7 separate regions of the Mus musculus genome follow, and all the other regions are linked to region 1. A link is a contact called in public HiCAR-type and promoter capture Hi-C data. All regions are on one chromosome and are shown on one strand. Each heading gives the region's core, a stretch centred on a gene start, on an enhancer-like site or on the middle of the called end of the contact. The rest is flanking DNA. Distances are from core to core; before and after follow the strand shown.

Evidence for each region. Promoter capture Hi-C pulls out the DNA fragments that hold promoters and counts their contacts. HiCAR-type assays count read pairs that join an accessible place to other places. Capture Hi-C pulls out chosen DNA fragments and counts their contacts.
Region 2: a contact with region 1 is called in a promoter capture Hi-C map of liver, with 6 times the contacts expected there. The contact joins the promoter of Yipf4 here to the promoter of Ndc80 in region 1. A contact is called at or near these places in 3 of 39 promoter capture datasets (cranial neural crest, hippocampal neurons and pre-B cells), 2 of 115 datasets of contacts at active chromatin or transcription factors (astrocytes and large pre-B cells) and 2 of 9 other capture datasets (adipose tissue and liver).
Region 3: a contact with region 1 is called in a HiCAR-type map of astrocytes, with 14 times the contacts expected there. The contact joins the promoter of Slc30a6 here to the promoter of Ndc80 in region 1. A contact is called at or near these places in 3 of 39 promoter capture datasets (embryonic stem cells, liver and pre-B cells), 1 of 115 datasets of contacts at active chromatin or transcription factors (astrocytes) and 2 of 9 other capture datasets (adipose tissue and liver).
Region 4: a HiCAR-type map of astrocytes shows a contact between it and region 1, with 7 times the contacts expected there. The contact joins the promoter of Spast here to the promoter of Ndc80 in region 1. A contact is called at or near these places in 2 of 39 promoter capture datasets (embryonic stem cells and pre-B cells), 2 of 115 datasets of contacts at active chromatin or transcription factors (astrocytes and embryonic forebrain) and 1 of 9 other capture datasets (macrophages).
Region 5: a contact with region 1 is called in a HiCAR-type map of astrocytes, with 5 times the contacts expected there. The contact joins the promoter of Dpy30 here to the promoter of Ndc80 in region 1. A contact is called at or near these places in 1 of 39 promoter capture datasets (liver) and 3 of 115 datasets of contacts at active chromatin or transcription factors (astrocytes, double positive thymocytes and large pre-B cells).
Region 6: a contact with region 1 is called in a promoter capture Hi-C map of embryonic stem cells, with 5 times the contacts expected there. The contact joins the promoter of Memo1 here to the promoter of Ndc80 in region 1. A contact is called at or near these places in 2 of 39 promoter capture datasets (cranial neural crest and embryonic stem cells), 1 of 115 datasets of contacts at active chromatin or transcription factors (embryonic stem cells) and 1 of 9 other capture datasets (liver).
Region 7: a contact with region 1 is called in a HiCAR-type map of astrocytes, with 7 times the contacts expected there. The contact joins the enhancer-like site here to the promoter of Ndc80 in region 1. A contact is called at or near these places in 3 of 39 promoter capture datasets (hippocampal neurons, liver and pre-B cells) and 1 of 115 datasets of contacts at active chromatin or transcription factors (astrocytes).

The regions. Positions count from the first base shown.
Region 1 is chr17:71,524,726-71,528,445 of GRCm38.p6, forward strand. It overlaps Ndc80 (NDC80 kinetochore complex component), which reads right to left and starts at 2,132. Exons shown (of 17, transcript NM_023294.2): 1 at 1,986-2,132; 2 at 908-1,017. The coding sequence starts at 1,008. It also overlaps a transcript of Spdya not described here.
Region 2 is chr17:74,487,595-74,491,314 of GRCm38.p6, forward strand. It overlaps Yipf4 (Yip1 domain family, member 4), which reads left to right and starts at 1,899. Exons shown (of 6, transcript NM_026417.4): 1 at 1,899-2,200. The coding sequence starts at 2,122. It also overlaps the pseudogene Gm6476.
Region 3 is chr17:74,393,872-74,397,591 of GRCm38.p6, forward strand. Slc30a6 (solute carrier family 30 (zinc transporter), member 6) reads left to right here and starts at 1,737. Exons shown (of 14, transcript NM_144798.6): 1 at 1,737-1,797. The coding sequence starts at 1,795.
Region 4 is chr17:74,336,950-74,340,669 of GRCm38.p6, forward strand. Spast (spastin) reads left to right here and starts at 2,038. Exons shown (of 17, transcript NM_001162870.1): 1 at 2,038-2,496. The coding sequence starts at 2,088.
Region 5 is chr17:74,314,833-74,318,552 of GRCm38.p6, forward strand. Dpy30 (dpy-30, histone methyltransferase complex regulatory subunit) reads right to left here and starts at 1,601. Exons shown (of 5, transcript NM_001146223.1): 1 at 1,513-1,601; 2 at 1,212-1,284; 3 at 1,070-1,117. The coding sequence starts at 1,247.
Region 6 is chr17:74,293,050-74,296,769 of GRCm38.p6, forward strand. Memo1 (mediator of cell motility 1) reads right to left here and starts at 1,814. Exons shown (of 9, transcript NM_133771.2): 1 at 1,643-1,814. The coding sequence starts at 1,703.
Region 7 is chr17:74,263,361-74,267,080 of GRCm38.p6, forward strand. All of the region lies in intron 1 of Memo1 (mediator of cell motility 1), which reads right to left. Among named protein-coding and RNA genes, the nearest start is that of Gm52299, 11 kb to the right of the region's middle. Within about 2 kb of position 1,896, at least 120 of the 459 cell types and tissues checked have an H3K27ac peak or open chromatin away from gene starts, as enhancers often do. A contact at or near this core is called in astrocytes and liver, where this site is marked.

The DNA of each region.
Region 1 (3,720 bases), core at 882-3,381:
TTAAGTAGCTAGCTTATATGTAGACTTTATAGGATATAGGGTTAGAGAGAGCCTTCTGTTAACTGGAAGAGCAATCTCAGAGAGAAAAACTGATGTTTACCATAAGAAATTCGTTGGTTGGTTGTTCTGTGAACTATACAAGCTGGGGAACTTACTATATAGCCACACTGGCCTTAAATTCACATTGAGCCATCATCATCATCATCTTCTCTTTTTTTTTTCTTTAAAGCTTTATTTAGTATATGTAAGTACACTGTAGCTGTCTTCAGACACCCCAGGAGAGGGCATAAGATCTCATTACAGATGGCTGTGAGCCACCATGTGGTTGCTGGGATTTGAACTCAGGACCTTTGGAAGAGCAGTCAGTGTTCTTAACCGCTGAGCCATCTCTCCAGCCCTGAGCCATCTTCTTCTTAGAGCCTTTTGAATACTGGAATTGTAGGGGTGTGTGTGTGACCACACCGAGCTATGTAGCACGTTCCCTTGGACACCTGCCCCCAAACTTGAGGAAATTATGTTATAGCTTATCACCAAAACAAATAAATCTGCTTCCATTTTATTACTACCTTTAGTATTTGGAAACATCTTAATAAATAATGAGTAATACCATGGTGCCTACTTAAACGGCTAATAACAAAGGAATAAGAGGAAAGCAAGCATTGACAATTATTTTATAGCACGCCCAGTAAAGAATCTGACTATGGGAATTGGAGAGACAACGAGCTAAAACCTAGCATCGTGTCCACTTTTATATTTCATTGCCCCCCTCCCCCTAATCCAGTACTACTGGGAGGAGACAGGAGTCACCAAGACATCACTTACACTTTTGTACTAACCATTTCTGGCACTTTTTTTTTTTCTCTAGACAGTAAAGTAAGCAGCTGAGAAGCACAGGGGAGGCACTTACGTTTGAGGGGTATAAAGGCCTGGCTTATTGAGGTCCAGGGTCCTTAACTCCTGCATAGAGAGGCGGCCAGCACCACAGGTGGAAACTGAACTGCGCTTCATTCTCGAAACCTAATTCAGGATTTCAGCGTTAGGAAAATGTTCCAGACTCAAGCAATTCAACGAGCAACAATTATTATCTTTATCCTCTAGTAGGAAAGCAACTAAGTTTGTTTCTGTACAACAATCGTTTCCTTGTATGCTATATTTATTTGTCCATGTAAACCGAAGTTCTTACAAAGAACACCTACGCAACTTCAAGTAGAAAAAAACGAGGCAGAAAAAAGAGGGGAAGATGGAGCTGAAAGTTTTGGGAGAAAAGGAGAGGGGACGACTGAGGAGAAGGAAAGTAGAGCAGAAGCACCTGGCCTGGAGAAGTTCTAAGGGGTCTCTTATATGGGGAAGATGGTAGTGTAGTGATAGATCTGCCCAATGTAGGCGCACAGCATGTATTCATATTAATTAAGTTGTGTTTTCATTGCCTGGGCTTATTTGGGTTGGAGATTTACTGCAACACCTTTCAACAAAGATAAACAATCCGGTTTACAACACAGGCTGCTCCCGCTTTTAAAACAAGTATCAAAATAATGTCTACGTTGGAGTCTGTCTTCATCTCTGCAGCATCAGACACTATGCACTCGGCCCTAGCTTCCACAGAGGGTTAGACAGATCGCATTTTTATTGTTGTTGTTTTGTCTTGAGCTAGGGGTGGAGAGTCAGACCCTTTAGCAAGCTGGGCTGAGCGCTGAGCACTGAGCCACACCCCTCCTTGTTTTGGTGGCTTGCGTTCAACCTAGTTTTACTCTCATGATTTCACTGGTTTCCAGTCATGTCCATACCAGGCTTTTAAGTTGCAGCATCAGCACGGGTACACAACACACCAATCAGCTTTCCCCCTGTCAGTCCCCACCTGTTAGCATCGCCTTCTCCCGCTACAAACGTTGCAGAGCCGGGCAGATCCCACCCCAGCTCCCTCGCAACAGTCAGCTCCAGCGCCGCGGACCATTTTAACACAGAGCTGATCCCATCTCAGCAGTTACCTTTCGCTCAGCTTCTCAACGAGACCCGGCGCCCAGCTTTCCGTAAACCGCACGACTGCACACGAAAACAGCCGCCCAAACCAGAGCGTCCGCTTCCGTCAACCCAAGGCGGTTTGAATTTTAAAGTTTCCGCCCGCGCTGACGTCAGGACTGCGACGGCGAGTACGCATGCGCGCTCGCTCAGCGCCCGCCCTCGTCGCCGGAAGTGTCCGCATCGGGGGCCAAGCGAGCTCTGGGCTCTTCCCAGGTCGTCGTTAGCGTCGGTGACCCGAAGGGAGTCCCGCCCTGTCCGGGAAGCTGGCATCTAGGACGAGTAGGGCTGTCCGGGCGGAGCGGCCCGAGCCCTCCTGGAATCAAGTTCCGTACAGCAATATGGCTGCGTCCTGGAAGTAGAAAGCGCGGGTTTGTCTCCGATAGGATGGAGGCCAGGACCCAAGCCTATGAGGCGGCGTGAGGTTCCTGACGTTAGGAGAGGCTGTCGAGTGTGGCGGTGGACGAGCCTGAGGGATATTTAACATCAGGCTTCCTCAAGTGCTCTGGATTCCCGCCGCCCAGCCTCGGAACAACAAGCAGGCGTTACTAGTTCCCGGATGGTGGTGGCCTGTCCCTGGGCTAAAGTGTAGATTCCTGGCTCTCGGCATTATTGTGCCGTTAGCTAGTTTTGAGCTAAGCAGTCCTTTTTTGAGTTTGAGGTTCCCTAGCGGTCACAGTGACTCCTCACTTTACGTCTCTACTGGGAAACCAAAATCTCAGGTATCACGAAGATCTCCATCACCAAATAGTAGTCAGCAGATATATTAGCAGGCATTATATTTCAGACTCTGTAAGCGGCAGTTCATTTACTTCTTGAAACTAATGGCATTAGAACATAAAAATGATCGTTTTAGTCGGGCGTTGTGGTACACACCTTTAATTTCCACGCTCTGGAAGCGGGGGTGGGGTGGGGGTAGGTTGTGGGGGAATCTCTGACCATCCTGGTTTACCTAGTGAGATCCGGGACAGCTAGAGCAACATAGACACTATATCAAAACAAAACAACCAACAAACCCAAGCAAAACCACCCCAAACAAAACCCACACGTACAAACAACTCCAAAAACTAAAGAGATAATTTTGAGGCTCAGTGAATTCAATGACTTTAGTTTGTATGTGGGGCAGGGTCCACACCCGAGAGAGTCTTGAATTTGAGGCCAGTTTGATGGACCTGGCATACACCAGGGCAACCTAGTGACTCTCTGTCTTTAAGAAACAAACACTATTCTGCAGTCAGTTGCATAAGAAATTTGACTATAAATGCTATTAGACGAGCCTTTAATTTATTTTTTATTCGGTTTTCTCTTAAGGTTTCCACTACATTATAATAAAGCTATATCCAGAAATGCAAAACATATCTTAAGTGAAGATAAAAATGTTCTGTAAAACCTAGTTACTGGAGTGTGGCTCAAACAGATTATAAATCTTGAAGTTTTGACCTAGCAAACTAGTTAAGTTGTGAACTTCTGATTACTATTCATGCTGCACTTGGTTTGGCTAGAGCACTCTTTTAATCTTACTGCCCTACAACTGATAAGGATTAGGTAGGGCAGGGATCTGAGAAATGGAGTGACTTCCTGTGGCAATTGTAGTTTGAAAGCACAACAGCTGTCTTTCCTTTCATTCCTGTGGCCCTCTCTAAATAGATTTATATCATTTAAAAAAGGGTAAATTCTTGTAGGTAATTACTATCCTTTGACTTG
Region 2 (3,720 bases), core at 649-3,148, 3.0 Mb after region 1:
TGTTCTCAACTTGGTTATTGTAAAGAAAGGAGAGAAGGATATTCCTGGACTGACAAATACTACTGTGCCTCATCGGCTGGGACCTAAAAGAGCTAGTAGAATCCGAAAGCTTTTTAATCTCTCCAAAGAAGATCATGTCCGCCAGTATGTTGTCAGGAAGCCCTTAAACAAAGAAGGTAAGAAGCCCAGGACCAAAGCACCCAAGATTCAGCGTCTTGTTACTCCACGCGTCCTGCAACACAAACGCCGACGTATTGCTCTGAAGAAGCAACGCACTAAGAAGAACAAGGAGGAGGCTGCAGAATATGCTAAACTTTTGGCCAAGAGAATGAAGGAAGCCAAAGAAAAGCGCCAGGAACAGATTGCCAAGAGACGTAGGCTGTCCTCTCTGAGAGCTTCTACTTCTAAGTCTGAGTCCAGTCAAAAATGAGTCTTTAAGAGGAACAAATAAATAATGACCTTGAATCTTAAAAAAAAAAAAAAAAAAAAAAAAACCCCTCACTGGAGAGATGTATTGGAGGGTAGTTATACAAAAGGCTGCCTCTGATGCACAGTGGCAAGCTGTGAAGGCTTGGCCTATATAAATGGTATGGCACATGTACACAGGAAGACTACTCCACCTGTGGTAACAGTGGAAATAAATTGAATTTGGCCGCTGGTGATGACATGGCTGCTGTCGCTGTTAACAAAGCTGGGCTAGGGGAGTACCAGGCTAAGGAATGTGGGTGGCACTCGGTTTACCAACATACACACATATACAGAAGTTTAGAAAAATGAAAAGCAAAATTTAAGATTATAAACATAGACGAGTAACTAGGAAGTTGGTTTAGAGGTTAAGAGCTCTTGCTCTCTTGTAGAGACTTGAGTTTGGGTTCCCAGAACCCGCATTGGGTGTCTGCAGGAACCGCAGTTCTGAAGGATCTGAAGCCCTCTTGTGCCTTCTGCAGGCATCTGCACACACACATACCCTCAAGCACACACGCATAGCCTTTAAAAATAAAAACCGGGCTGGAGAGATGGCTCAGTGGTTAAGAGCACCGAATACTCTTTCAGAGGTCCTGAGTTCAATTCCCAGCAATCACATGGTGGCTCACAACCATCTGTCACGGGATCCAATGCCCTCTTCCTGTGTGTCTGAAGAGAGCAATGGTGGTGTACTCTTGTATAAAATAAATAAATTAATCTTAAAGAAATAATAAAAACGTAGGTGAATTTGCAAACTTTGGGTAGTTTATTAGGGAACAGATGAAATCAGCAGCAGGCAAAAAGCAAGGGCTTCTTTGCCCTAATTTATCCTTTCTGGACTGCTGCCTTCTTCATAAATTAATTTGGCCAGAGTACTTAAACCGTAGGTGGAAATTTACAGCTTTACAATGACCATTCTCCGGCCTCTTAATTTTGTTGATAAGGAGACTAAGCTTTGTCACGACACATAATTTCGTAAACATCCTATATAATTAATATATAGAATTATTGTGGCAGAATCTTGTGGTCGGAAATGAGGGGTTGAAGTCCTAAAACTTAAGTAGTTTGTGTGTGTGTTGTGTGTGTGTGTGTGTGTTGTTTTTTTTTTTTTCCTTTGAAAAAAAAAGGGCCTCACTTTTTTGCCAATGCTGCCTCGGCCTCTCTAGGAGTTCCGGGAATTACAAGCGTGAGCCATCAAACGACTAAGCTCTCAAATTGTGTTAAACAACAACGAAGAAGATATGTTTATAAAAACTCAAACAGGGAAAAAGGTAGACAGAATTATTTAAGTAAACAGCTGATGAGGGCGGAACAGAGATTTCAGAGGCCACTTCCGGTGTTGGAGTGGTTTCCGGAATCAACACAGAAACAGCCAATCAGAATCTTCTCGCGGGAGCCAATAGTCGAGCAGATTACAAACAGCCAATCCCGGCGGCGCTGTCACTGTTATGGTCCTGTCAGGGCCCCGGCGTCGTGGTGCTTGGGTGCTCGCCACCGGCTGGCCTCGGGTGCGACCTGGTCGGCAGCCAGAGGCTGCGCTTAGCTCGCGCGTCCCCTCCCTCGGCCGAGCCCGCGCCTCCTGGCTCGCAGGCCGCCCCTTAGCAGGTCGTCCCGGAGCCCCGGGCCCAGCCGCTCGTCAGCACCGAGGCCGGCGGGATGCAGCCTCCGGGCCCGCCCCCGGCCTATGCGCCTGCCAACGGGGACTTCACCTTTGTGTCTTCGGCGGACGCGGAAGGTGAGGCCGAGGCTGACCTCCGGGGCTCCGGGGCGGGGGGTTGGCAGAGCTGGGGGACTCCGCCCCTGTGCTCCCTGGGCCTTCCCGGAGGCCTCTGGGGACGAGGCAGGGTGCGGGGCGCCGGCGCTGCGGGCTGGGGTCCCCGGGTGTCCTGGTTCACCAGGGAACCCGCCGATCTGGTGGAAGGAGTTCTTTCTGAACTCCGCTCCGCAGTTACTCAAAAGAGTGAGGGATCTAAGGGAGAACAAAGTGGGGCTGTGTGGCTCTGCTATTAATAGGAAAACCTTCCCGACTGAGGTGACTTTTGGCAGGTTATGGAAAACTTACTTGAAAGGAGACGTGCTTTTATTTATTTATTTTTAATTGAACTTGATTTCTTGCCCAGATCCCTGGGTCCACACAGTTTGTAGTGTTTGGTCCCAGTGTTCAAAAAACTGTATTCAGGAGCATTTGAAACTTGAGGAATTCAACTTAGTGTTCCCAACAGTGTCTATAGACTTGGCTTGTACTGTTTGGAGCAAGCGACTGTGCTTGCTTAAAACAAAACAAACAACAACAAAAACAGGGAGAAAAAAAAAAAACAAAAAACGTTTCTACTGTGGGAAATTTCCCCCACCCCTCATTAGTTCAACTCCTTGTAACCTGGTTTTGGATTTTGCTTTTATTTAATCTTATTTACTTACCAGGGACCAGATTTTTGACTGCCCAATATGAAAAAACAAGTTGATTTCGATATAGACATGGAAATACCTGGTGATGAACCCCTTCGACCCCAGCACTTGAAAAGCAGAGGCAGAGAGATACCTGAATTAAAGGCCAGCTTAGACTACACAGTTATCAAGTTCTCTGCCTGCCGGGGTTACATACTGAAACCCTGTCTCAACAAAGTAGAAAAGAAATTTCAGTTTAAAGATGAACGTGAGTTTTCTCAGAAATCTGATTTCTTTCTTTCTTTTTTTTTTTTTTTGTCTTTTCGAGACAGGGTTTCTCTGTGTAGCCCTGGCTGTCCTGGAACTCACTTTGTAGACCAGGCTGGCCTCGAACTCAGAGATCCACCTGCCTCTGCCTCCCGAGTGCTGGGATCAAAGGCGTGCGCCACCATGCCCGGCTAGAAATCTGATTTCTATAAATATGATTTGTTTCTTTCTTAGTTTTTTTTTTTAACTCTTTCTTTGGTTTTTGTATTTTTTTTTTCATTTTTTAAAAATGAGACAGGGTCTCACCATGTAACTCTGTTTGGCTTAGAACTTTATGTAGACAAGGTAACCTCTGTCTCCCTACTTCAGGGATTAAAGGCATATACTACCTCATACAGCTCAGCCCCGATTTTAAATTTTAGTCTGAGACAGTCACACTAAGTTACTCAGGCTGGCCTTGAACTCAGCATGTGACCTAATATTGCCCTGAACATGCTCTCTTTCCTCAGCCTCCGGAATAACTAGATGTCCATAGTTTATGTCAGACAAATAGATAATGTCGTATCTGGTTTATGTTTGCAGGCCAGCAGAATTAACATTACC
Region 3 (3,720 bases), core at 487-2,986, 2.9 Mb after region 1:
CCTGAACACACAAATAAAATATTTTTACAAAACTCTGACCACTATGAATTATCTACCCTGTCAATATTTATAACATAACTCCCCCCACTTCTTTTTAAAAAACAGGGTATCACTGTGAAGTTCTGGCTGGCCTGGACCTCACAGAATTCTGCTTGCCTCTGCCTCTAGCTACTAGGACTAAAGGCATGATCCACCATACCTAGCACATTACCTTAGTTTTGACATTCTACTTACAAATAACTGAATTTTTTTTCTTCTTGCATGTGTCTCTTACTAGGATACAATTTCACTAAGATCAGTGCCTAGAAGATAAGATCTGCAAATACAATCTTTATAGGCTACAATGACTGTGCAAGAAAGAAACTGTAGAGATTTAAAACTCTGTTATGGGATAAAGCCAAGTATTTTCAGTTCAAAGTCAGCTATTCTGAGTTCCACACTAGCTTATGAAACATATAAGACTTAAGGCATGCTTCAGATTTTTAAAAATATTTTATTCTTGGACAGTTTCCTGGTATATAATAAATTTTAGTCCTTGTCTCACCCTTCCTTCTCCCCCACCCCCCACCCCCGAAAGTATTCTCCCTAAGAAATCCCTCTCTTATTGTTCTGTCTTTTTGGTACTTTACGTAGTGAAGTGTGACTTGAATTCAGTGTCCTGCCACAGCTTCCCAAGACAGGCACCATATACAAAACAGTGGACTCCAGCTACAAGTGCTTATTTTTTCCTTAAATTTGAGATGCTCTCACTAACTGGGGAGGCTGACAGTGACCTACTCTAAACCCCAAGTATGCTTGAACTGAATATTTCTACCTCAGCTACCAAATCTATAGGGTTACAGGTTTGCACCCAGTTTAGGCAATTGAACCCTTGTGTGTCATGCCTAAGGGCTCTACCACCTGGTGGTGGTGTCAGATCCTCTTAAACTGCAGTAGCCACTTGGATGACTGGAGTCAGGAAAAGCCATCACCTCTTTTCATTCATTCATTCATTCATTCATTCACTCACTCACTCACTCACTCACTCACTCACTCACTCGTTCGTTTTGGTTTTGAGACAGTTTTGCTGTGTAGTGTAGTCTTCCTGCCTCAGCCTCCAGCGTTAGAATAGTACGCAGGCGATGCTGCACCCTGACCGGTGACGTGCACCAGTAAAGTGCTCGTGGAGGCCAGAGAACAACCTTATACTTAAGGTTGACGTTCACCTGGGTTTTTGAAATCGAGTCACTAAGGATATGCCTGCCTCTGCTTTCCTGAGTGCTGAGATCAAACAGGTGTGGCCATCGTGACGGCGTAGGTTCTTGTGATTTAACTCGAATCCTTGTGTTCTTAAGCCAAGCGTTTTCTGCGACATTATTTTTAATGAAACAGTTGGGAATTTGATAAATGTATTTTTAACATAGGCTGAGTCTACCTCGAGGAGCCTGACCTCGAAATCAGCGAGACTTGCCCGGCCTTACTGTGACATTTCTTAATGTTCCTGCTTCTTCATTTTTAAAACAGGAGTATAAACTGTAATAAACTCACACTCTGGTAGAAGACTTTGAACAGACCTCAAAGTTCCTCCCAAGGTGATAAATGCCCACCCTTTCCCTGGGCGAGCAGCCCCGCCCAGAGCAGCTCTAATCCGCCCACTTCCCAGGCGGCGGAGAACAAAAAGACGGCGACCTAGGGTACATGCGCAGTCCCGCCCCCTCGCCCTGCAACCAATCGGATTCTGAAGGCCCGCCCCTTCCGCTTGAGAAATGCGACTTCTCAGAGCGTCTTCCGGCGGGAGCTGTACGGCTCCTTACCATGGTGAGTTGGCCGTGGGGTGTGCGGGATTCTTGCGGGATGTTTCCCTCCTGCTTCCTCGCTCGAGCGCCCTGCTGTACCGCAGCTGCTCGGAACCGCGTGGTCGGGCCTGCGCTGGGGTTCCCAGCGCTCGGGTTCTTGAAGGGTTCCTGCTCTGTGCCTCTACAGCTGGGAAATGCCAGATTTGCCTAATGTTAAAATTAAAGCTTCCTCTGAGAACAAGTGAACGCCATCAGCGACTTGAGGCTTGCGTGGGGCTTTCTAGGGCGTGTTCACTCGTTTGCTTTTCAGTGTTTGAATAGCTCGGCACTGAGCAGCGGCTACAGAAAGGGTTAGTGGAGCAGCTCGGGAAAGGTTCTAGTATACGCTATGGTTGTTGGAATGTCAGGTTTTTCCTAAAAATTATTGAGTTAATTATTAAGCTGAGTGTTTTGGCACATGCCTTTGGCCTACAACTCAGGAAACTGAGGCAGGAGGATTGCACTTCGAAGTTCACCCTGAGTTAAATAGAGACTCTGACCCGAAAAAAAAAAACAAAAAAACCCCATAATCTAAAACCAAACAACAAAACGCGTAAGTCAAACATAATTATCTCAGTATTCTGTAAAGGTGAACGGGTGGTTGCGTTTTCAGATGTCAGAGTGCTGACCGCCCTTTGAAACGATCACAAAAACTCATTGAGCCCTTACTGGTAACTTACATACGACAATGACATATTTGTGTTCTTACTGTTGCCACCATAAAGTTTCCTTCTTTGGAGGCCAGCCTGGTCTACAAAGTGAGTTCCAGGACAGCCAGGGCTATACAGAGAAACCCTGTCTCGAAAAAAACGAAAAACCAAAACATTAAAATATTATATATTAAAATGTCTAATGAAGATCTGTAAAAGAATTCACCGTATTCTTTTAAATTGTGTGGTTATGTGCACGTGGGTGCAGCTGTGGGAGAAAGCCAGAGACATTAGATCCCTGGAGCTGGAGTTACAGGGAGCTGTGAGCAGATGTGGATGCTAGGAGTCAAGCTTAGGTCCTCTGGAAGAACAGCCTGTGTTCTCAAGTACTGAGCCATCTCTCTGGTTCCCAGATTTTTTTTTTTTTTTAAATTTTGTGTATGGATGTTTGTCTGCCTGTTTCTTGGTGCACAAAGTACGTGTCTGGTGCCCGGGGAAGTAAAATGAGGGTGTTGAATCTCCTGGGAGTGGAGTTACAGACAACTGTGAGTGCCGTGTGGGCACAGGGAACTGAACTTGTGTCCTTTGTAAGAGCAGTGAATACTCTTGATTTGTGAATCATAGTTCTAGCCCTTGATAGGGGGAAAATCACACACAGTATTTTCATAAAATTTCAGTAATCCTTTGGGTACAGAAAATGGATAGGATAAACCAGTTGTGGTGCACGTCTTTAACCCAGCATTCTGGAAGCAGAGGCAGGTGGATCCTGAGTTTGAGGCCAGCCTGGTCTGTAGAGTGAATTCCAGGGCAGCCAGAGCTATACAGAGAAACCCTGTCTCAAAAATAAAAGTGTGTGTGTGTGTGTGTGTGTGTGTGTGTAAAATGAACAGTGACCAGACAACCTTCAGTTATTCCAACTTTAAAGAAATAAACATATACAATATACACGTTGTAGCAACAGTGAACAGCTTGCAAACTGTGTTGTTTGAATTGGACCTTTGTATCTAATTTGCATATGCTATTCCATCTGCCAGTATTATTGGTGGAGGCCAGATGTGGGTGTCAGGATGCCTCCTTAGCTGTGTTCCCTTTTTTTGTTTCCCCCAGTTATTTTGAGACATGGTCTTTGAGACATGATCTTGGCGCTTGTCTATTCTAGACTGGCTGGCCAGTAAGTTCTAGGAATCTTTAATTTTTGCCTTTCTGAGACTTGAACCTACAGCCAAATCCTCCCCCCCACAGTGGAATGTGGGGGA
Region 4 (3,720 bases), core at 788-3,287, 2.8 Mb after region 1:
CTTTTTTAAAGATTTCTTTATTATTATTTGTATGTAAGTACACTGTAGCTGACTTCAGACACACCAGAAGAGGGCATCAGGTCCCATTACGGTTGGTTGTGAACCACCATGTGGTTGCTGGGATTTGAACTCAGGACCTTTGGAAGAGCACTCAGTGCTCTTACCCGCTGAGCCATCTCACCAGCCCCCTGTACATCTCATTTTTATTTAGTTGACATATGTATAAAACATATTTCTTATACTTTATTTTATTTACCTATGTATTCATATATATTTATGTACATCCTTTTTATTTCACACACACACACACACACACACACACACACACACACGACATGATTGATTTCACACAACCACTACTATATGGTTCAAAAGAGAATCAGAGCTTACTGGATAAAAGGAATTGAAAGGAATACAAATTTGAAAGACAGAAAACATTTCAGAATGTGAAAAATATAATCAGGATCGAAGCAGAAAAGAAGGCAGGCAGCAGTGGGAAACAATGGACGTAAATTTTGCAGCAATCTATGATATTTATATTGGTAGGGAATATAGTTTCAGCAGAATGCAGGGATTCTCCTATGCGCTCACAGGGGATCTGTATGCCTCACACTGGAAACAATAGAGACTTTGTGTTAGTAGTCACTCATTTAGGCAACAAGAAATAATTGTGGCAAACTGAAATGAGAGGGGGTGGTTTTGTTTGTTTGTTTTTAAAGACAGGGATGAGGGGAGGGGGATGGGCGAGGGAGGGAGAAAGAGGAAAGACTGAATAGTTTATTGGATAGGCAATATAGTCTAGGAATCCAAAAACTCTGGGAATACAGATGGCATCGACTGGCTCTTAGAGCTTTTGATTTCAACTAACTTCTATTTCCAGATGCCAGTTCGCAGGAGTCTGACTGGCCCACGGTTTGTTTTCCTCTATGTGATCCAGGATCTGTAGAACAACTGCTGATCATTAGAATATGGGAAATATTGAGTAGATAGATAGTCTACCAAAGGAAGAAATGGTGAAGACATATACACACATCCACGTGCACACACAGATAGTATGGATTCTACCAAGTATGGTAACTAGGCAAAACCCAAGAATGACTGCATTCACATAACTAATCCTGAGATAACACAAACGTGTAATAGGTTAGTTGAAAGTAGGGTTCGTGGTCCTCGTGGTAATAAAGTTTTCCCTTTAGGATGTCTTGAACTTTGTCTCTGCAACTTGTTTCCCTCTCAGCTAACATACCCAAATTGCTACACACTGCCTCTGATACGAAACTCAGATCAGCCATCCTTTGCAAAAGACCTATTGGCTCAACCAGCAGAAAACAAAGATATATAAAGCAATAGGAGTGATGATGCACACCTGTAATCCTAGTTTTGGGGAGACGGAGGCAGAAAGATCAGGAGTTGAAGGCCTCCTTCCTCAGCTACAAGAGGAGTTGGAGGTCAGCATCTCACACAAAGGCAAACAACCGCACTGCGAGACAGCAGACCTGAGCACTAGTAAAGCCACTCAAACGCTGTTAACCCCCATTTAAAAATTTATTATCAAAGCTCCCTATTCCGATTCTTCAAAAGTCGAAGAACCTGCGGAGCGACGAACCCCTGGGACCATCGCAAGCCGAACCGCGCCTACAGAACTGAGGTTCCCAGAGAAAGGGGCATAGCAGGGGCGTGGGGGGTAGGAGGATGCCGCACATGCGCACAAGCTCCCAGGTCAACAAAGACGGCGGCGTACGCGCGCGCACCAGAGCCATTCACCGAGGACGTGCGCGTGCCCGGCCGCCGCAGCGAGGTGCCAGCGGCCCAGGGGACAGAAGGAAAGGAGGGGCAGGAGCCACCGGCCGCGGCGGGAGGAGGAGGAGGAGGAGGAGGAGACGGGGTTGTGCTCCTGGGCAGCTGAGGAGCGAGGGGCGGGGCCGGCGAGCGGCGCGTGCAGGTGCCAGGCTCCCGGGCTCCGGCTGGCGCGCGAGCGGCTCCGTGGGCCCCCGCCGCCGCAGTGGCAGTGGCCGCCGCCGCCGCCGCTTGGTCGCCGTCGGTCTGCGGGAAGCGGGTTATGGCGGCGGCGGCAGTGGGAGCTGTGAATGAGTTCTCCGGCCGGACGACGGAAGAAGAAAGGCTCGGGCGGCGCGAGCCCGGCGCCCGCCAGGCCTCCGCCCCCCGCCGCGGTCCCCGCCCCTGCCGCCGGCCCGGCCCCTGCGGCCGGCTCGCCGCCTAAGCGGAACCCGTCTTCTTTCTCGTCCCCGCTGGTCGTCGGCTTCGCCCTGCTGCGCCTGCTGGCCTGCCACCTGGGGCTCCTCTTCGCGTGGCTCTGCCAGCGCTTCTCCCGCGCCCTCATGGCCGCCAAGAGGAGCTCCGGGACCGCGCCGGCGCCCGCCTCGCCCTCGCCCCCAGAGCCCGGACCGGGTGGCGAGGCCGAGAGCGTCCGCGTCTTCCACAAGCAGGCCTTCGAGTACATCTCCATTGCCCTGCGCATCGACGAGGAAGAGAAAGGTACTACTGGGGGGCTGGAGGGAGGCCGGCGGGCTGGCCGGGGCGGGCGGCCCTGGGAGGACGCCACTTGCGTCCCTTTCCTGCACCCCCGGAGTTGATCTGCCTCGGGAGTCCGAGTCCCCACAGGCCAGATCCTGCTGTGCGACGCCTAGTTAGTTGATCCTCACCCCTTTCAGGGCGCCCTGACTCGACTTTGTTTCAGCACCCCCACACTTGTGCATGACCCAAGTCCCCGTGAGACACCCAGGCGTGCTGGTGACAGTGACAGTTGGCCTAGAGTGACCGACCACACGGGATTCTTTCTAACACTGTAAACAGTGTTGCTTTCTCTGAGCTGGGCTTCCAAAAGGTTTTGGTATCGAAACAGCTGTGTATAAACTTCATTGAGAAGGGTTCTGTAGTGTTTGGAGAGGAAAAAAAAAAGGGGGGGGTTGACTTGGATTTGAAAGGAGTAGTAGCTCCTTATACTTAGAGCCGGATTTGCCATATTCTGAAGTTTCATGAATTATTTTTACCAATATAGTGAGTCTTGAAGATTTCTTTTTTATTGAGCTGTATTTCAACCGCTAGTTGCTTTAGTTTTTACTATTTTGTTATTTTTATTTTATTCCAAGGCACTCTCGAGTTTCTAAATTTTAATGTTAAAAATATTAAATGAATGAGTTGGGTAAACAGGCATATATCATTCTACCATAGAAGATAAAACAAACGCTCCTGCCTCGCAGTGAAGGCAGGAATACTGCATACTTCAGGTTTCCTTCAAGCAACATCTTTTCTTCGCCTTTCTGTGTGGCAGGCATTGTCAATTCATTTTGCATGTGTCTTTGATCCTCACAATAATTCTGAGGTCAGAGTACTATCAGTACAGGTCTTTTACAGATGAAATTACTACTTACAAGATGGAAACAGGTGACCCCAAATCTATGCTAATCGTTAATTGAAAACTTGTGTGGGAAATGCTAAGTGGGGTTTAGAAAGCCTTATGTCTCTTATTGTCACCCACAGTAGCAGACACAGGAGAAGAGTAGTTTGTGCTTGTGAGAGCAAGCTTTTTGTGCTTAGCTCTTCAGTACTTTTTGGGAGCATAGAGTGATCACTTGGGGAGGATGGAGAAGGCAGTCCTCCTTTCATCCCTGAGATGAGCCCAGATCCCTTAGGGGTTTGTGGATGTAGTTCAGTGATACTGTGTGCTAGGAGGCTTCAGAGCTTGGGTTTCCTTCTTAG
Region 5 (3,720 bases), core at 351-2,850, 2.8 Mb after region 1:
ATACCCAGGCAGAACACCCATAAAGCAGTAAAAAGAAATATATAAACCGGGTTCGGTGCACACACCTTTACTCCCAACACCAAGAGGTGGAGGCTGGTGAATCTCGGTAAATTCAAGGCCAGCATGATCTACATAGTGAGTTCCAGGACAGCCAGAGCTAATGACACCCTATCTCAGGGGGAAAAAAATAGAAAAAATAAAAAAATATATATACATACATATAAACACACAAACACAGAGAGGAGGGAGGGAGGGAGAGAGAGACAGAAAAAGAGACAGAGAGAAGCAAAGAGAGACAGAGAGAGATCACACAAATATAAATACAATGCAATCCTTTTGTAAGAGTCAGTTCTAGGTCAGGCAGGACTGCTCAGTGTGTAAGGAGCTTGCTACCCCCACATCTAACCTGAGTTCCATCTCCAGAACCCACCTAAGGGTGGAAGCAAAAAACCTACTCTGTAAGGGTGCCCTCTGATCTCCACACACTAGTGCACATGCATGAGCGAGCGTGTGCATGCGCGCACACACCCACAAGTAATAATAATAATAATAATAATAAAATAAAAAAGAAAACATGTCTAAGCTTACTTTCCGCTGACCTTGAACAAGTTACTCAACTTTAAGCATTCTGGAGCTGAAGATACATTCAAATTAGCCTGGTATATATCTCACAAACAGCAAAGTGTTGAATAAATTCTAACACCTGTTTGTACAACTTCTTGGAAACGTGGTCCTGCCCTTTTTTTTTTTTTTTTTTTTTTAAACCAGAACTTAATCCCTCGAGTCTCCCATTCACACACAAATTTTCTCCGGGAAGCCTCCATTTTCCTAACCAAACCTTCCCAGCTCTGGTTCCGGGATCATCTAATCTTTCATTTACAAAGTACCTTTATTTTTAGCCAAGTATTAGCATGCTAGTAAAAAGAAGCCACTTATAATCTGATACTACGGAGAGATCGCGGCAGCAAAGAGTTCCCTCGTGCAGAGTAGCCTAGTAAACCGATCCTAAGTTTTCTCCAGCTCTCAAGAGACCCATAGATGCATGCGGCAGAGAAACTGAGCGAGTTACCTCAACGCTGTCTGTGAGCCCGTACTCAGAGTGAGGGTTTTCTGCAACCTAGAAAACAAAATACAGTCACAGAGAGAGACATCCGCCCGTCCCGCGCTGCCTCCCCGCACACCGCCACCCTGAACCCAGGGCCTCCTGGTACCTGTGTCTGTCCCTCCAGCATCTGCTCCGACTCCATGGCGGACCCTGCAAACCGCAATCAACCGGATACCAGTCTTGCAAAACAAGAAGAGCCGCGAGTTAGTTACCCGGGAGATTTCAAGTGGAAGACGCCAGGACCCGGTGCGGTGCAGCCCAGCCCGGGACCCCGCCCCTCACCCCCGCGGGCAGCAGACGCGCGGGCTGGGTCGGGCCACCGACTGGCCGTCCTCGTCGCATCGCGAGGCTCGGAGGTCGTCCCAAGGATGTAGCGGTGGGAGGAGGAGGACAGGGAAGCTGATTACCCGCGCCAAGGCTGTCGGTTCCTAAGTGCCCTGCACGGCGCCACCGACTCACAGCGCGAACCGCTTCGGCCGTAAGTGAGGGACGTCGCGCTGCCGCCGCGCCTGCGCAGAGCGGCCCCGCGGGCAGAAGTGCCCGAGCCCGCCTAAGTGGGCCTACGCCTCTGCGGTGCGCGGGGTGCCTGGCCACCTGCCGGCTCCACCCTGCCGTAGATCTTTCTCCTTTAGACAGTCCTTCGTGGCACCTGGAAGTGACGGTCCCCGAGGAACCGAGGCCACTCACTTGCTGAGCGATTCTTGCTCAGGCTTTACTAGGGGCTAGAGGGCATCCAGCGGTTGATTACTTGGCTAATCTTACAGGCGACTTAGGTTTGGTCTCCACCGCCCACATGGTGGCTCACAACTATCCCTAACTCCGGTTCCGGGGAGCTGACTCTCTCTTTTTATCTACGCAGGCACGAGGCACGCGTGTGCTCCGCGCACATTCAGGCAAAACACGCATATATACGTATACATACACACATATATAATTTTTTTAAGGCCAAAGGGAAACAAGGAGGAGTGTTTGGGAATTCTTGGGCGGCTTTTATTCAAGCCCTGCAGTCTATGAGGATACCACGTTCACACTATTCTACATTTATGTCTAGATTAGTTTTTTTTTTTTTTTTTAATTACTTTCCAGGGATAAGGAGTTCAGCTCATGGTCGAGCGCTTTCCTGGGATAACCAAGGATCTTGGTTCAATTTCTACAGAAGAAATGGCTTTCCAGACTGTAGTATTATGGATTCCAACCTGGGTTGTGTTTGCTTGTTTTTACATTTTAAAGCCAGGTGTCTGAAATCCCAGCATTTGGCTGACTGAGGTAAAGAGGGTCAAACGCCAGCCAGAGCTTCCTGAACGGGAGTTCCAGGAGAGCCTGCTTTCCTGTAATTATTGTAACTGTTGATGGATTAGGATTTCAAGGGTATGGAGAGGTTGGAATGCTGCAAATCTAGAGACACTAGTTAGTTGTCTTGAACCTAGTTAGCTCCCTAAATAGCCTTTAATACCCACCTCTGTCAGGGACCTAACTTCTTTACTAATACTTCTTACTAGTGAGTTTCTTGGAATGTTCAGACTCCTAGCTAACACCAAAATGTTTCCAAAAAGCCTTCAGTTGGCAGGGCAGTGGTGCTGCATGCCTTTAATCCCAGCATTTGGGAGGCAGAGGCAGGTGGATTTCTGAGTTAGAGGCCAGCCTGGTCTACAGAGTGAGTTCCAGGACAGCCAGGGATACACAGAGAAACCCTGTCTCAAGAAAAAGAAGGAGAGGGGGAGGGGGAGAAGAAGAAAAGAAGAAGAAGAAGAAGAAGAAGAAGAAGAAGAAGAAGAAGAAGAAGCCTTCAGCTGTCCCTACAATGATTATAGCTAAGATTTCCAGACTTTCCTACAACCCACACACCTAATGTACTTGAAAAGAGCTTTTGTGCTTGGTGTGGTGGTGAGAAAAGAGATGGTTTAGTCACTTTAAAAACAAAAACAAAAACAAAAACTTACTGCTCTTCCAGAGTTCAGTTCCCAGGCACACACCAGAAGTCCAACAACCACCCAGAACTCCCGAGATCTGACACCGTCTTCTGGCCTCTGTGAGCACTTGAACTCACTTGCACTTACACAGAAATGTGGTATATATACGAATACATAACTAAAAATAAACCTTAAAATGTACAATCTGCTTCCTACCTACAAGTTATAGATGTTAAGTAATAGCTTTGGGTTTTGAGAAACTAAGCTCTGCTGGGCAATAAAGAATTGTTGGGCCCCAGCCTGACCATTCAGTATGCCTGGTATCAAAAGCAAACTGCCTGACTTCAAACCACAAAGCAGCGCTGTACCTTCCCAATGGTACAACATGTAGTGTAGGTGCACACACAAGTCCCCAGCCCCTCTAAATGCCCACAGCCTTCATCCCACAGGAAAACGTGGGGCCCTCAATGCTCTACTGAAGCAGTCTAAGCCTGTTGAGAGTCTGTCTGCCTGTCTGCCAGTCTCCTTTTTATTTTATATTTTTTAAGACATATTTATTTATTGTATATAAGTACACTGTAGCTGTTTTCAGGCACCCCAGAAGAGGGCATTAGATCTCATTACAGATAGTTGTGAGCCACCACGTGGTTGCTAAGATTTGAACCAGTCAGTGTTCTTTTTTTTTTTTTAAAGATTTATTTATTT
Region 6 (3,720 bases), core at 564-3,063, 2.8 Mb after region 1:
CTTCCCTAGAATATTTGCCCACATTCCAAAGCAAGCAACAACAAAAGCTTAAAACATTTGTAACAAATGCACAGGAACACAATAAATAAATGCTAAAAGATAGCCGTGAATGGGAACAATGTGACTTTCTAATTCTCCAAAACATACTGCGGAAAAAACCTTCTACTTAAAAATAAGCCAGGAGGTGGTGCCACACGCCTTTAATCCCAGCACTTGGGAGGCAGAGGCAGGCGGATTTCTGAGTTCAAGGCCAGCCTGGTCTACAAAGTGAGTTCCAGGACAGCCAGGGCTACACAGAGAAACGCTGTCTCGAAAAACCAAAACAACAACAACAACAACAACAAAAAAGCAGTATTAATAGTGCATTGATTATAAAGGGCAAACTCAGGAGCCAGAGACCTGACTTACACAATTCCTATTTTACCACAGGCCTAGTCTGGGGTGCAGCACTAAATTTCTGTTTCCCCATATACTGGCACAAGAACTGACATTCTCAGGTAGTGAGAACTGATTAAAAGTCTATGAAGTACTTCAGGACCATAAAATGTCATACTTATCTAACGCAAAAACTACAGCCACCTGTTAGCAGTAGTTCCAAACCCAACCATGTCATTCTTTTGTGTCTTAGCAGGGCAAATCCGCTGTGGACCAACAAGATGCATGTACTTCTGCAGCTGGTTGAACAATCTCAGGGAAAAAAAAAAAACTGCCTTCCAGATTTTCCGTTTTCCCAAAAGAATCATGTCACTATCCAACCCTAGTACTTGCAAAGGGAAATATGGTTAGGGCCAGTTGCTGAGAAGCACAGATGGCCTAGAGACCAACAGGAATCACGGAGGAACTTTTCTTTGTTACCAAAGCAGAAATGTGACCCCTGAAAATAATCTCAGAAAACAATCCTTGTGAAGAGAGTTGTACTGGAGGGAAACGGCCCTACCCTTTCTCACCCAAAGAACTACACATGGTTTTTTGAAGACAGTGCAGACAAAATTCTCTCAAAACGTAAGCTAAACTAGGCAGGTCGTCCAGCCCCGGCTCGGTGCTGAACACAGGATACCAAAGAGGTTGCTCAGGAAAAGTGCTGATGCCATCTCCAGCTGCCCCTAAATGACAGTAACAATGCAAACACTGACAAAAGACCTTGGAGGCCACCCAGAGCCCCTGCCTGGCAGCAGCTCTGCCCGAATCTCCACGTACAAAGCGACAAATCCCCCCGAGAGGCCCAGGTCTGACAGATCTTCCAAGCGAGAGAGACCAAGAGTAGCAACACGAGAGATAGGGTAGAAAAAGTACTGCCTGTCACTCCTTCCAGGGGCGCTGGGTGCCCCAAGGGTGGGAGCAAAAACTGCGGTCCCCTCGGCCAGCCTCTGGCAACGAGGACCGCGCCAACTCGTCCTTCCCCACCGCAGAGGCCGTCCGCGGAGCCGCGGAGCCCGCGCTCGCCCTGGCCGGGGCCGGCCGGCAACTCCTCGCCCAACTCCGCGGGCGCCAGGCCGCCTGCCCGAGCGCCGGGTGGGGGAGGCGGCGCGGCCCGGCCCCGATCCCTCGGCACGCGGTCAGCGCCCTCCGCCCGCCGCCCGAGTCCCCGCCCGCCGGGCCCCGGCTGCCCAGCTCGACCACCCCGGCGGCCTGGCGCCCTTACCTGAGGCGGTGTACCAGCTCCCGGCGTGGCTGGCTTCCCGGCAGACCACTCGGTTGGACATCTTGGTGCCTGTGCCGCCTATGGTGCACGAGGATGAATGAGGAGGCGGCGGCGGCGGCGGCTCCGCGAGGGGACGAGACGCCGCGGGCCCAGCCCAGGAGGAGGCGGCCGCGGGGAGGGGACCAGCCCGGCCCAGGAGGAGGAGGAGGAGGAGGAGGAAGAGGAGGAGATGGCAGCCAGGGCGGAGGGCGGCAACAATCACCACAAACTCCGCCGGCCGCCGGAAGATGGGGCCCACGGCGGCTTTACCCTAGCCGCGCGGCCGCGGAGTCGCCGCCGCCGCCGCCGCCCCTACCCCTGCCCGAGCTGCTTCCGCGAGCCGCCCCCCGGCCACGCCGCGCGCGGCCTGCCGAGCCTCCCGCTGACCCCACCCCCGTGACTCCGCGCCCTTCCCCACCGCCCCGCCCCGCCCCGCCCCCACCACCGAGGCCTCCCTCCCGCCGCGCGCCCGCCGGCCCCGCCCCGCCCCGCGCCTCCGCCCGCCGTGCCGCGCGCTCAACGGCGGAAGCGGGACCGGCCCCGCGCCATCCCGGGTCGGGAGGCCGCGAGCCGGAGGGCGGCGGCGATCGGTGCCACCTCCCCCCCAACACACACACACACAGCCCGGGGCCGGGGCCTGAACCCGGGAAAGGCAGAGCCTGGGGAGCCCACGCGTCCTTACTCGCCGCTCTACCGGGGCCGGCCCACTGAGCATGCCCAGCGCCGCGGCCGGGCCCGCCGAGGAGGCTCAGCGTGCACGCTCCGCTCTCCGGGGTTTAGCGCCAGCAGAGGCTGGGGGCAGGGCGCGGGGCGCAGGACGCAGCCGCGAGGCGGGGTGAGCCCCTTCCCCCCCCCCCCCCCCCAGCCGCCTGGCTTGTCCCCGTGCGCCGCTGGCTCAGCACACACAACACACACGCGATCGCTGCCTGCCGAGTCCCGTCGGGGTTCCCCCTTCCCCGGCGTCCTTGGTGGGGTTCCCACCCTCGGGGTATCGCCCAGGAATGCAAGTCTGGGGCCACGCCGCGAAGTTTCGCTGGCAGAGACATCGCGCTGCGAGGCGTACTGGGATGGGAGAATATGGGGGGGTGGAGGACCGACCCTGTCAAAATGTAACCTTCGCTTCCCAGGCTCGCCCCTTACGACCTAATGTCTTCGACACAGTTAAATTTACTAATTGTATTTTAGGTATAACTGCAATGTGGCAAAGATTGTCTCAGTTATTTCCTACTGTGTTAAATGGGGGTGACGTTCGTGAGGGAGGGGTACCAAGGATTATGAGTTAATGCGTATGAGGAACCAGACGGGGTAAGGAATACTACAAATGTCACCCTTCACTTATAAAATCCCAGTATTCCACGTAAGTATTCCACGCAGCAAAAGAATTCCTTTACCAGTTGGGTAGAATCACAAAGGAAGTGGTTTGTTTGGCTTTGAAGTGCTGGATTCCAAAACCCAGGAAGTGTAACAGTTCCCCAACTCCCAGAAAGTATTTGGGAAAGAAATCATACACCGGGTATATCTTAGTTTCACATTAAACTAGATCCTGGAGAAGTCCAAAGTAGATGTCTAGCTGCCTAACCAAGTTCGGCGTTCCTTAATGCTGTAACAGTATACTTTTTGTTTGGTTGGGGTTTTTGCCAAGTTCTCAAGTGTTATGAGAAAAGCTCTACAGTTAATTTCAATGGCAAGAAAAAGGTAAATTGCCGCTTTCTCCCAAGAGTTTGTGTTGCTTACCAAACTTAGCAAAGACCCTAATGAATAAAATACAACTTCTTGCGCCAGAGAAATGGCTCAGTGGTTAAAAAAATAAATAAATAAAAAAAAAAAATAAGCACTGCTCTTACAAAGGACCTAAGTTGAGTCAGCATCACATTGGGTAGCGCCCAAGCAAGTCCAGTTCCAGGGGCTCTAACGCCCTCTTCTGGCCTCCACAGGCACCTACGATTACATGCACATACTCCACACACACACACAAATTATAATTGTTTTTTTTAATATTTATTTATTTATTATATGTAAGTACACTGTAGCTGTCTTCA
Region 7 (3,720 bases), core at 646-3,145, 2.7 Mb after region 1:
AGCAACCACTGGTGGCTCACAACCATGTGTAATGAGGCCTGATGCCCTCTTCTGGGGTGTCTGAAGACAGCTTCAATGTTCTTACATGTAATAATAAATAAATCTTAAAGAAAAAGATTAAAAAGAGTAAAAGACAACTCTGAAGTTGGTTTTGCCTTCCTTCTTTGTATAGGTTCCAAGGTCACCAAGCTAATGCACAAAGGACCTTTATTTGCTAAGCCGCCTCACCAGCTTCAAAACATCAAATTTTTAAAGATAAATTTTAGATATAATCACTTATTACCGTACTTGGGAGGCAAGACCCACTTGCTAAAAGTCACTGTCCATTGTTCTTCAAATTCTGTTAAGGAAAGTGACTGTCCTAAATAAGGCAAACACGCATGTGGCAAATCCATGGCTACCACCATATTTACCGGCTATGACCTGAGTTCTGTTACTCTAAGATCAAACAAGGATGTCTGCTCATCTATTCATTTGTAGGCAAATGGATCTATGTTTAGAGATGAAAAAAGTGCATTTTTAATGGTCAGAGTTTGTACAACTTTTATCTACATATTCACTCTAAAAATGCAGTACAAGCTAACAATCCCATAGTTAGCACTACAGCACTCACGGCAGGATTTCATGGTAAGGAAAGTGTAATTAAAACCACCAGCATTTGGTTTGGTAGCAGTTTCCATCTGTGGACATCAAAGCAACTTTTAAACACATTAATTACAGCCTTCCTAACTATCCTGTTTACTATCAGCAGAGTACAAGCATGAACATGGGTCTACTATACCAAACTACACAAAGTATACATTTAAATTGTAAAGTCCATGCATAATTAGAGACTATTTTGTATTAAGGTCTGAGGAGAACCTACCCTTCCCTGTATACTACTTAGTAAACTATTAAATCATTACTAGTGGGGCTGGAGGATGGCTCAGTTGTTAGAACTTGTTTGCTCTTGAAGACACCAATACACATAAAATAAACCTAAAAAAAGATTACGACCAGTATTAGTTTAAGTTCTTTATCTTTATACTGTTTGAGTTTGTGTGTTGTTTTTGCTTTTGGTTTATATTTGTTCCCTTGGCTGTCCTGGAACTTGCTCTGGAAGACCAGGACAGTCTCATCCAGCTGCCTCTGCCTCCTGAGTGCTGAGATCAAAGGGTGCACTCCCCACCCCCAGCCCCAGCCCTGTCTTCAGACTGTTAATACCATAAAGAAAGGCACTGGGGATGGGCAACTGGACTCCTTGGTTAGCAGGTGCTGTATTCTCCCTCATTACCCTTTCTGTCTTGGGAAAAAAGACTATTAGAGTAACAGCCAGCCAGACTACTCTTTTGCCAGCTACAGCCATCCTCAACATTCCATGGATACCTTGAGACAACTAAGCAGACTGCAGCTGACTGCCTTGGCTCCTGAAGGCACAGCCCCAGCCAAAATTGTGTGAAACAGTTTGCACCAAATTTTTCCTTTCACAGTCCTGAGTGAAATCTAGATGACCTTGAAATCATTTCCACTTTGGCCAAAAGGAAGCACTTTTCCCTCAGAGAGGTGATTGGTTCAACTCAGTGGCTATGATGAGTACAAAGAGATAATGTTCAAACAAGTGGATGTGAATGACCCAAAACAAAGGGGATGATGGGTGCAAAGGCGGCTTCTGGGGCTCTATAAAGCTGGTCAGGCTCACTGAGTGAGCCAGCTGGGAGACACTCTCCTGTGCTGCTTCCCCTAAAACTGCAGCATTAGGCGCAATAAAATGCTTCTCTAAATGGTCTTTCTTGCCTACTTTCAGTAATGTGGCTGAACTGGTCGCCAGAGGGAGGTGGGAGAGGAGAGAGGCAGGGGCAGTAGCAGCAGCAGCGAGCAGAAACAGCAGAATGGCAGTGGTGCTGACAATGAAAGCCCCACAGATGAAGAGGCTTAAACAGCTGAAGAAGCAGCTGTAGTCCTGCAGAGTGGCAGTCCTGGCCTGTGCTCTTGACTTCTGGGTGGCTCCCAAACGGCCCAGCTCACAACCCATCCCCACTTCCCCAGGCCTGAATTCATACCCAAACTATTCCCAAATATCCCAGCATGCACCAGAGTGGGGGCAGGGGGACACTACGGACACACGGCTCCTTGACAACTTTAGAAGCAACTGAACAAACAGTTCAAATGGACGGGAAGGAAGAAGAAAGCAGAAGGAGAGCATATGTGACAAGAGGATTATGCATATGAAGGATCAAAAGTGTGTGTGCAGAAGTAATCAACAGATACTGCAGGTTAGCAGGTTCCCACAGAATTGTAGTAAGTCTTCATTGCCCATGCTGAGGGGTTATACCAACGACTACTTAGTAGTTAAGGCCTACACAGGGCCTATAACATTTATAGGGCTAAGGATTCCAATACCCAGAAACTGGAGGACTAGAACCCTAGAGGGTACCTCTGGCTTCTGCTACCTTACTGGCAAAGCTTGCAGTTACTAAACACCAATGCAAAAAAAAAAAAAAAAAAAAAAAAAAAAGGCTGCTTAGAGACCAGCATTTGAAGAATTTCCCCTTTCCTACACACAACTTCTATCTGGGTAGAACAAAATAGTCCTCAGCCAGCTACTGGTGACAACATCCTTATGAAAAGAAGACTGGTAATATATATAATATCCTTGCTCAGCATACACAAGATTCTGATTTCAATTCCCCAGCATCAGAAAATTCAACAATTAAGCAACAATAACTAAGTACTCAGGTATGATGGCTCAAAACTTGTAACACTGGTACTTAAAAGCTGACACAGGAAGAGTGCCCCAAATTCAAGGTCAGCCTAGAATATGAACAAGACATCAAAACTGTAGGGGACCGGTGTTAGCATTCTGTTTAAGCTCCTTCCCACAGTTACCTGCCAACAGCCAGGTAGGCCTGACCCACTATAAAGGGGGCTGTTTGCCCTCTCCTCCCTCTCTTGCCCTCTTGGGCTCTTCTCTTCCCCCATCCCTTCCCTACACCCTCCCCCCACCCCACCCCCCCCCCCGCGCGCGCGCACACACACACACACACACACACACACACACCTTTATTTCTCTACTCCCTCTCTCTGCCTTTCTCTGCCTCTACTACCCTCTTAACTCCCCTCCCCATGTCCTGAATAAACTCTATTCTACACTATACCATCATGTGGCTGGTCCCCCATACCTACCACACATCCATAGAACATATTCATATTTTCTCTCTCTCTCTCTTTCTCTCTCTCTCTTTTTATAAACATACCAGTGGGGCAGTAAGAGTGGTTAAGAGTGCTTGCTACAGACAACTAGAGCTGAGTTCTGTGCACACAGGATAGATGGCTCACAACCACCAGGGAATCCAATGCCCACTTCTGGCCTCTACAAGCACCAGCGTTCATATGCACACACCCTCACACAGACACATAATTTAAAATAAGTTATCCTTTTTAATTTTCTCAATTCTTCTTCAATAGCTGCCATACAGAAAAATTCAGAAAAGGCCCAATTGTTTAAAGTCTATTAAGTAAAAAGTAGGCTATGCACAAAACATCAAATACAAGCATAGTAATTTTTTTGTTTTGTTTTGTTTTTCGAGACAGGGTTTCTCTGTGTAGCCCTGGCTGTCCTGGAACTCACTCTGTAGACCAGGCTGGCCTCGAACTCAGAAAAACACCTGCCTCTGCCTCTCAAATGCTGGGATTAAAGGCGTGCGCCACCACTGCCCGGCTACAAGCAAAGTTTTTTTTTCA